Regions from separate parts of the Cricetulus griseus genome. Here region 2 is linked to region 1. Evidence: chromatin contacts called from public Hi-C data. All regions are on one chromosome and are shown on one strand. Each heading gives the region's core, a stretch centred on a gene start, on an enhancer-like site or on the middle of the called end of the contact. The rest is flanking DNA. Distances are from core to core; before and after follow the strand shown.

Region 1 (3,658 bases), core at 1,108-3,607:
TGGAGCCATATTCATGCTTGCTATAAATCCCGAGGACACATATGATTTGAAAATCATAATTTGAAATTTCTATAATTTGAAATTTCTATAATTTGAAAATCTTCAGGCCTTAGGATCAAAATCAGCACTGGAGCATCTGCCTTAGACAAATGAAGAGAGTGAGCTGAATACTAGCATCCATTGCCCTCCCTTTGAGACTATAAACAGAAGCCCAGCTCCAGGACTCTCCATCACAATGGACTGTACCCTCGGACTGTGAGCCAAGGAAACACTTTCTCTGCCAGTTCATTTTATCACAGCAATAGGAAAATGAATTTTTACAGCCAGCAACATACATAGCCTTGGTGAGTCTTCCGGCTGGTACCGAGGCCCAAGGGTGTGAAGGGCATTCGCATAGCAGAAACTTGCTGAGAGTCTGAAACAGTCCTTTTTGAAGTAACATTTTAACCACTAAAGTCAAGCATGCGCATGATTTCGAATACATCTACTGGTTGTTTACTTTTGTGCGCATTTGCTGATACTGATTATCCAGCCCTTCTGTTAAATATGTCCCCAAATCTACCAAGCTCTAGCTTCAAGATACCAGCTCGACTGCAGCGATGCATGCGTGAGAGAAGTGTGCTCTCTCTTCCTTCACTAACCTGATCACAGCCCGGTGAACCTACACTTGTGCAATCTTGGAGGCAGCGTGAGGAGAGGGCCCAGGGTCTGCAGTGTCTCCCTGCATGCCTGGGGAGTGGAGAAGTTACCACATTCTGCTTGGCTTTTGGTGAACCAGGTCAGCAGCACTCGCTCAAGTCACAAATGGCCCTGCCCTGCCCTGCCCTGCCACCTGTGTGGGCCCTAGGTCAGAGACTTTTGAAAAGAAGCAGATGTCCTCATTCCAAGGGCATAAGAAAAACAAGGCCATGTGCAAGTGTGATGCCTTGCCTTGCTCGTCTGGTTTGCAGAGGGAGCTCTGAGTGGGAAGGAGAGCTGGGTTAATTAGACACAGAAAACTGCCACGGGAAAAGAAGGAGAAGCGGGACCAAGCATTATCTGTACTCCCAAATGTGGGTGGGGCTAATGTTGCAGGGAAAGAAAAGCATGCAAATCCGGTGTCCTGTTCCTGGTTTCCTTTCTTTCCTTCTTTATTTTTATTTATTTATTCATTTATTTTGTTTTTTTGAGACAGAGTTTCTCATGTGACAACTCTGGCTGTCCTGGAACTCATTGTGTAGAGCAGACTGGCCTCGAACTCACAGAGATCCACCTACCTCTCCTCCTGAGTGCTGGGATTAAAGGCGCCAGCCCACCACCTGGCTCCTAGTTGTCTTCCTAACTTTTAGTTTTTTTAATAATGAGTCAGTCTATTGAGGGAGGGAGCAGGTGTGTGCAGTACCACTGGAGGCCAGAAGAGGGCACCCACAGCAAAATGCCTTAAGCAGTACAAGCCTGGCTACCAGCCCTTGTAAAACCTGTACTAGAACAATCTGTGTATAGGAGGGCTGTCAACTTTGGCCAATAAAACCAAAGATAATGATCATGATAGGATGCCTAGTGAAATGTTTTAACGCATACGTGACATACTTATACTAAATAATTATTGATTTTTAACCTGAAATTTAAATTTAGCCAGATATGCTTTTCCTGTTAGCATGGATCATGTAGTAAACAGAGTACTTCAAAATAACGGGGGTACTAGCTAGCTTGATGACAGCTAGATACAAGGTAGAGTCATTAAGACACAAGTATTTAAATGCTACTTCTATTGAAAACCTGGCTCCATAAGACTGGGCTGTAAACAAGACTGTAGGGAATTTTCTCAATTAGTGATTGATCAGGCAAGGGTCCAGGCCATTGTGGGTGGTGATATCCCTGGGCTGGTGGCTCTGGGTTCTGTAAGAAAGCAGACTGAGCAAGCCACAGAGAGCAAGCTAGTGAGCAGCACTCCTCCGCCGTCTTCAGCTCCTGCCTTCAGGTTTCTTCTCTGCTCGAATTTTTGCCCTGATTTCCTTCAAGGAAACCCTTTCCTCCCCAAGTTACTTTGGTCTTGGTGTTCCATCACAGTAATAGTAACCTAAGACATGGGTAATAAAACGTAACAAGTCTCTTATTTCATGTGACGACTGGCACTAGGAGTTCTAGCCTTTACGTTAAGCTTCACAGGAAAATAGACTCACTACTTATTTTTTTTCCCTTTGTCCTTTTAAATAAGATCAGCTGTTGAAAACTCTTGACTCCCTTTGCAGCTTTCAAGCTGCACTGGACTCTAAAGGACACTAGATGGCGCAACGGATCAACGTTCCAGCCGCCCGCTCTCGATGGCGGCTGCAGGGGAAGAAAGAGGCGCGTGTTTGCCGCAGAGCCTTGCATTATTGATCTCGGCTGCCGCAGAGGTGGGAGGAGCCCGCCGCCATCTCGCCAAGTCTCCTGCAGGAGAGCTAGGATGGTGGCTGCAGGAGGCTTTTCCATCACTACCATAAGGCTCGGGTTGAGTAAGGAGAAGGCTTTCTCGGTCGCAAGCATTCGACTTTTTCATTCCACAGCAAGATCAGATCTCTCCGTAGTGAGAATCATTTTTATTTCACACTGCACTCTGAACGAAAGATGTAGCTTCCGAAAACCTTTAAATCCGCATCTGTTTTAATATGCCACCGAGTAGTGATACATACATACCAGCAAGAGAAAGACAATGAAATAGTGGGGCGGGGCGGGATCCAATCACAAACATGCTTATCCAGATAGACGAAAGTACTCTTCACGTAAAATGGTCTCGCTGTGTCGATTTCATCGCCGCCATGTGCTCACCAATCATTGTCACCGGGAATTTGCACAATTGGACAGACAGGAATTCTCAGACATTCAACCGTGGGTGGGGCGGCCACGTGATCCCCGCAGTGGCACTTCGGCTTCTTACCGGTAGAGGGCGGTCGATCAAGAGGGAATCTCAGACAATACAAACACTCCACATTTCCGCGTTAAGGCGGAAAGTGTTAACGCAGCGTTCCTTTTATTTGGTCAGTGTTTTCTTTGACTATGGATTTGCAGATTAGAATGCCGTATTGTTCCCTTTCTTTGCAAGTCAGACAAAAGAGGCATCTTTATTTTGTCTCGTCTGGATTTTTCCCTAGACGAAATAAGCATTTAAATACATTGCAGAGCAACTCAACAAATCCTAGCGGTCTTTGCACTTACAGCTTTTAAATGTAAATCGCCATCTTCCCGTGACTTCTCTTCCTTGAGTCTCCCAAAGCGTTACACAGACTTTCACTGGAAACACTTCTTCCTTGGCTTTGAAGTGGATCCTAACTGAACTCATTCCTATGCACTATTGGGCTGTCAGGTGATAGAGCCTCCCACAAAAGGTTCCCCAAAGTAGTCCATGTCAAGATTTCAATGTGGAAAGCAATGCTGCAGTCAGTCCTGGATGCTGCCATTGTAGTGGCAGCATCCAGAGATTCTCAAGGCTTTGTATCCAACCTTAGTGTACACAACTGCAGCAACCAAGAATTTCCATTCGGAAGCGCAAGTATTCAAGAAATGTCACATCTATTTAGAATCCTTTAAATTAAGTCACCCCAGGTCCCCCTTCTGTTGAGCTGATAGCCGTCATTACTAGGCTCCTCCGTCCTGTTCTGGCTTGTGATTCCAGGTTCTGCAGCCTGGAATGAAACAT
Region 2 (3,379 bases), core at 592-3,091, 56 kb after region 1:
GTGTGTGTGTGTGTGTGTGTGTGTGTGCGTGTGTTGGGGGCCAAAGATGGACATTTGGGGGATCTTCCTCAATCGCTCACCACCTTATTTTTTGAGGCAAGGTCTCTCATTGGACCTAGAGATCCACCCATCTCTGTTCTTAACCTTTCACCCTTTCACCCTTCCTGGCCACCAAGCGCTGGAATTGTAGGTGCACACTGCCATGCCTTGTTTTAGCATGTATGTACGTGCCAGGAATCGAACTTAGGTCCATATGCACTATTAAATAGGTCTTACAAGGTCTTACAAGAAGAGGTTGGTCTATTGAAAGCCCACTTGCATTTGTTTTGTTGTTGTTGTTGTTGTTGTTGTTGTTGTTTTTTCTTGTTTGTTTGTTTTTGGTTTTTCGAGACAGGGTTTCTCTGTGGTTTTAGAGGCCGTCCTGAGACTGCATTTGGTAACTGTCATTTACTGACACTTGGCTCCTCCCATCCATTGGGACTGAGATTCCAGAGCTCTATCTTCAGGTACTGACTGGGACAAGCAGTAAATTCTTTTGATAGCTTTGAGTTTACTAAAGTCAGTGTGTTTGGGGAGCCTGGGACCAGCCGGGCATGAGCTTTAAACTTTAGTAACTATGTTTCTGTTTGTCCAAGTCTTTGTAGGTCAAGGTTGAGGGCTTGTCAAGAAGAGAGCTCAGAGGGCCTGCCTGGAGTATAGCCAAGAACCCTTGTCAGAACAACAGTTGCCGCTGAATAGAAAGCCAACAGGGTCCACACAACTTATCTTTTGATGGGCAGGATGGCCCGGAGAGTAATGTCTTTGGGCTAATGTTAACCCTTGGTCAAATTATGAAGGGAGCACAGGTGACAGGGAGACAGCCCAAGCACAAGTGTCACTCATAGTTTAAAGCCACAACAAAGCACTCAGCACTTCCATTTGAAACTTGGTTAAAAGGCTATATTGAGACCAGTCCAGTTATCACAGCATACACAGACCAAGACTAGGCTTTTCATTTTCTGAAATTACAAGAAAATGTATTCTCTCATTCCTCAGACCCCAAACTCCTCTTCCCATCACAGTTCTGCAAGGTCACAGGTCAGAGCTGTGATTTTTAGCCTTTCTCCAGCAGAAGTCTCCTGGCTCCTGACAAAGTCAGAGATCACTGATGTCTGACCCCATTTTTTCTTGGGAATGAACACCATCGACAGAGCTAACTCTGCCTGGACATCACCCAGGAGACCAGACCCTGGAATCTGATGTGTGGGTGAGGCCAAAACCAGAGCTAGAGAACAGGGAGGAGCCTACACCAGCCAACTGCTGCTAGGTGGAGGATCAAGGAGAAGACGGTTTGTTTTCAGAGGCAACAGGCAGGCAAGTGTGGGAACAAGGGTTGGAAGCCCAGGAAGACATTGTAACAAACAAGGGTGACCTCGTGCGCGCGCGCGCGGGCGTACACACACACACAATAAGAATAAGAGAAGTGGATGCTGTCTATGGGAATCCTCGTAGTTAAATCTTTGAGTCAAGCAGGAGAGCCTTCAAAAATCAAAGCCGGTGATAAGGTTTGAAGGAAAAAGAAAAAAGACAATGTTTTGAACATCATCTCCAGGAGTGAGAGGTGTAAATGAGCCGAACTCTTCAGACCCGGGTCCTGGGCTTCTTTATCAGAGAAAACAATGGGAAAGCGCCTTGCCTTTGTTCCTTTGGAATTTGATCAGGATTCCCATTTCCTGGTGTAGTTTTGCCGAATGCAAATTCTGAGTTATCCACTAGAGGCCGCTGTTCGTTACAATCAAACCCGGCTCCCCTGTTGGGCGGGGAAGCCTGAGCCGCACGGTCTTCCCTGCAGAGCGACCTGCTGACTACGGTGAAGAGAAATCAGCTCTGTCACACCCGGGGTGTGTACGTGCTGCCTGCAAGGGCATTGCTTGTCATTGCAAAAGTCAAAAGAAGGTACAGCAAATTATCAAAGAATTTTCTTCAAAAACTACACAATTTGACTTTTCAACTGGTCTCTTACAGCCCCCCACCCCCACTCTACTGTATCATTTCCCCCCCTCAGGCGACCGTCAAACAATCAGACTTTCATAAAAGCCAAGCTGGAATACAGACCATATACCTGTAGCTAGCTACTACCTGACACCACTGGACATTTCCTTTTCAGTTGCAGCTATGCCCAGAATATAAAATAGCTAAGAAGCCCGAGGAAAGGGCAGAACTGAAAACAATGAGCAACTGCAGTTTCTCTCGATGTTGAGAGCTCTAAGGATGCTTCTCAAAGGACAAGGGTGTCACTGAAGCTGTTATCAATGAACCAGAGGGCTGCCCAGCTGCCTCCTAGTCCTCCTAACTGTGTTCACTTGTCCTCTCTCTGGTCCCAACTCTAGAGACTGATTTCAACACAGACCAGTCTCAGAGGTGGTGTACAAGCCATGGCTGACATAGTAGACAGCAGGGCAAGTGCTGAACTTGTTTACTGAGTTCTTATAACTATACTGCCCTTTAGATCCAAGAAAGATGTCGATGGCGATGGGTGTGACTGCACATGCAGACAGCCCTAAAAAGTGGAGCTCAGTGAAGACAGTGGCACCAGCTACAATGAAGACAGTGGCACCAGCTACAATGTTTCATGGCCACGACTAGCAGAGCTGGGGGCAGTGATGTTCACTGGGTTAAGATTCCTGGTTCATGCTGACCCCAGAGAAGCTAGAACCCTCTTCCAGAAACAGTTGGAAGCAGATGCAGAAATCCACAACTAACCAATGGGCCAATCTCCTGGAGTACAGTTAAAGTGAGGGAGGAGTGATAATATGAACTAAGGAGTCAAGACCATGATGGGGAAACCCATAGAATCAGCTGACCTGAGCTAGTGAGAGATCACTCAGGTCTGACAAATGGGGAACCTGCACAAGATAGAACCAAACTCCCTTAATATAGTTGACAATGGTGCAACTGGGACAACATATGAGGCCACTGGCAGTGGGTCCAAAATCTAACACTAATGCACAAACTGACATAGTGGAGCCCATTCTAAATGAAGAGATAGCTTGCCCAGCCTAGACACAGGGAGTGGGGGTGGAGAGGTGACTTGGTCCTGCCTCAAAGAGATGATGAGACAGACTTAGTAGACTTCCTAAGGGAGGCCTCACCCTCTCCGAGGTGCAGATGGGGGGGAGGGGGGAAGAGTGGGGAGAGTGGGAGGAGAGGAGGGAGGGAGAACTGGGATTGGAATGTAAAAAGTAAATTAATAAAAAAAATTTTAAAGAAAAAAAAAAGCAGATTCCTGGTTCACAACGGGAACTTTGTAGAAGCAAGCAGGGACTGGAAGCAGCTAAATAGGCACAGGGGAAGACACATGAGCACATGAAGACTTGGGGTTGTCTCCTCTGTGGTCCCA

What was found. A called contact is a pair of places that touch in the nucleus more often than the background predicts.
Region 2: a contact with region 1 is called in a Hi-C map of fibroblasts, with 5 times the contacts expected there. The contact joins two enhancer-like sites. A contact is called at or near these places in 3 of 8 Hi-C or Micro-C datasets (the CHO-K1 cell line, fibroblasts and liver).

The regions. Positions count from the first base shown.
Region 1 is chr2:261,700,749-261,704,406 of CriGri-PICRH-1.0, forward strand. No RefSeq gene overlaps it. Among named protein-coding and RNA genes, the nearest start is that of Ccn6, 6.6 kb to the left of the region's middle. Within about 2 kb of position 2,358, at least 3 of the 6 cell types and tissues checked have open chromatin away from gene starts, as enhancers often do.
Region 2 is chr2:261,757,125-261,760,503 of CriGri-PICRH-1.0, forward strand. No RefSeq gene overlaps it. Among named protein-coding and RNA genes, the nearest start is that of Ccn6, 63 kb to the left of the region's middle. Within about 2 kb of position 1,842, at least 2 of the 6 cell types and tissues checked have open chromatin away from gene starts, as enhancers often do.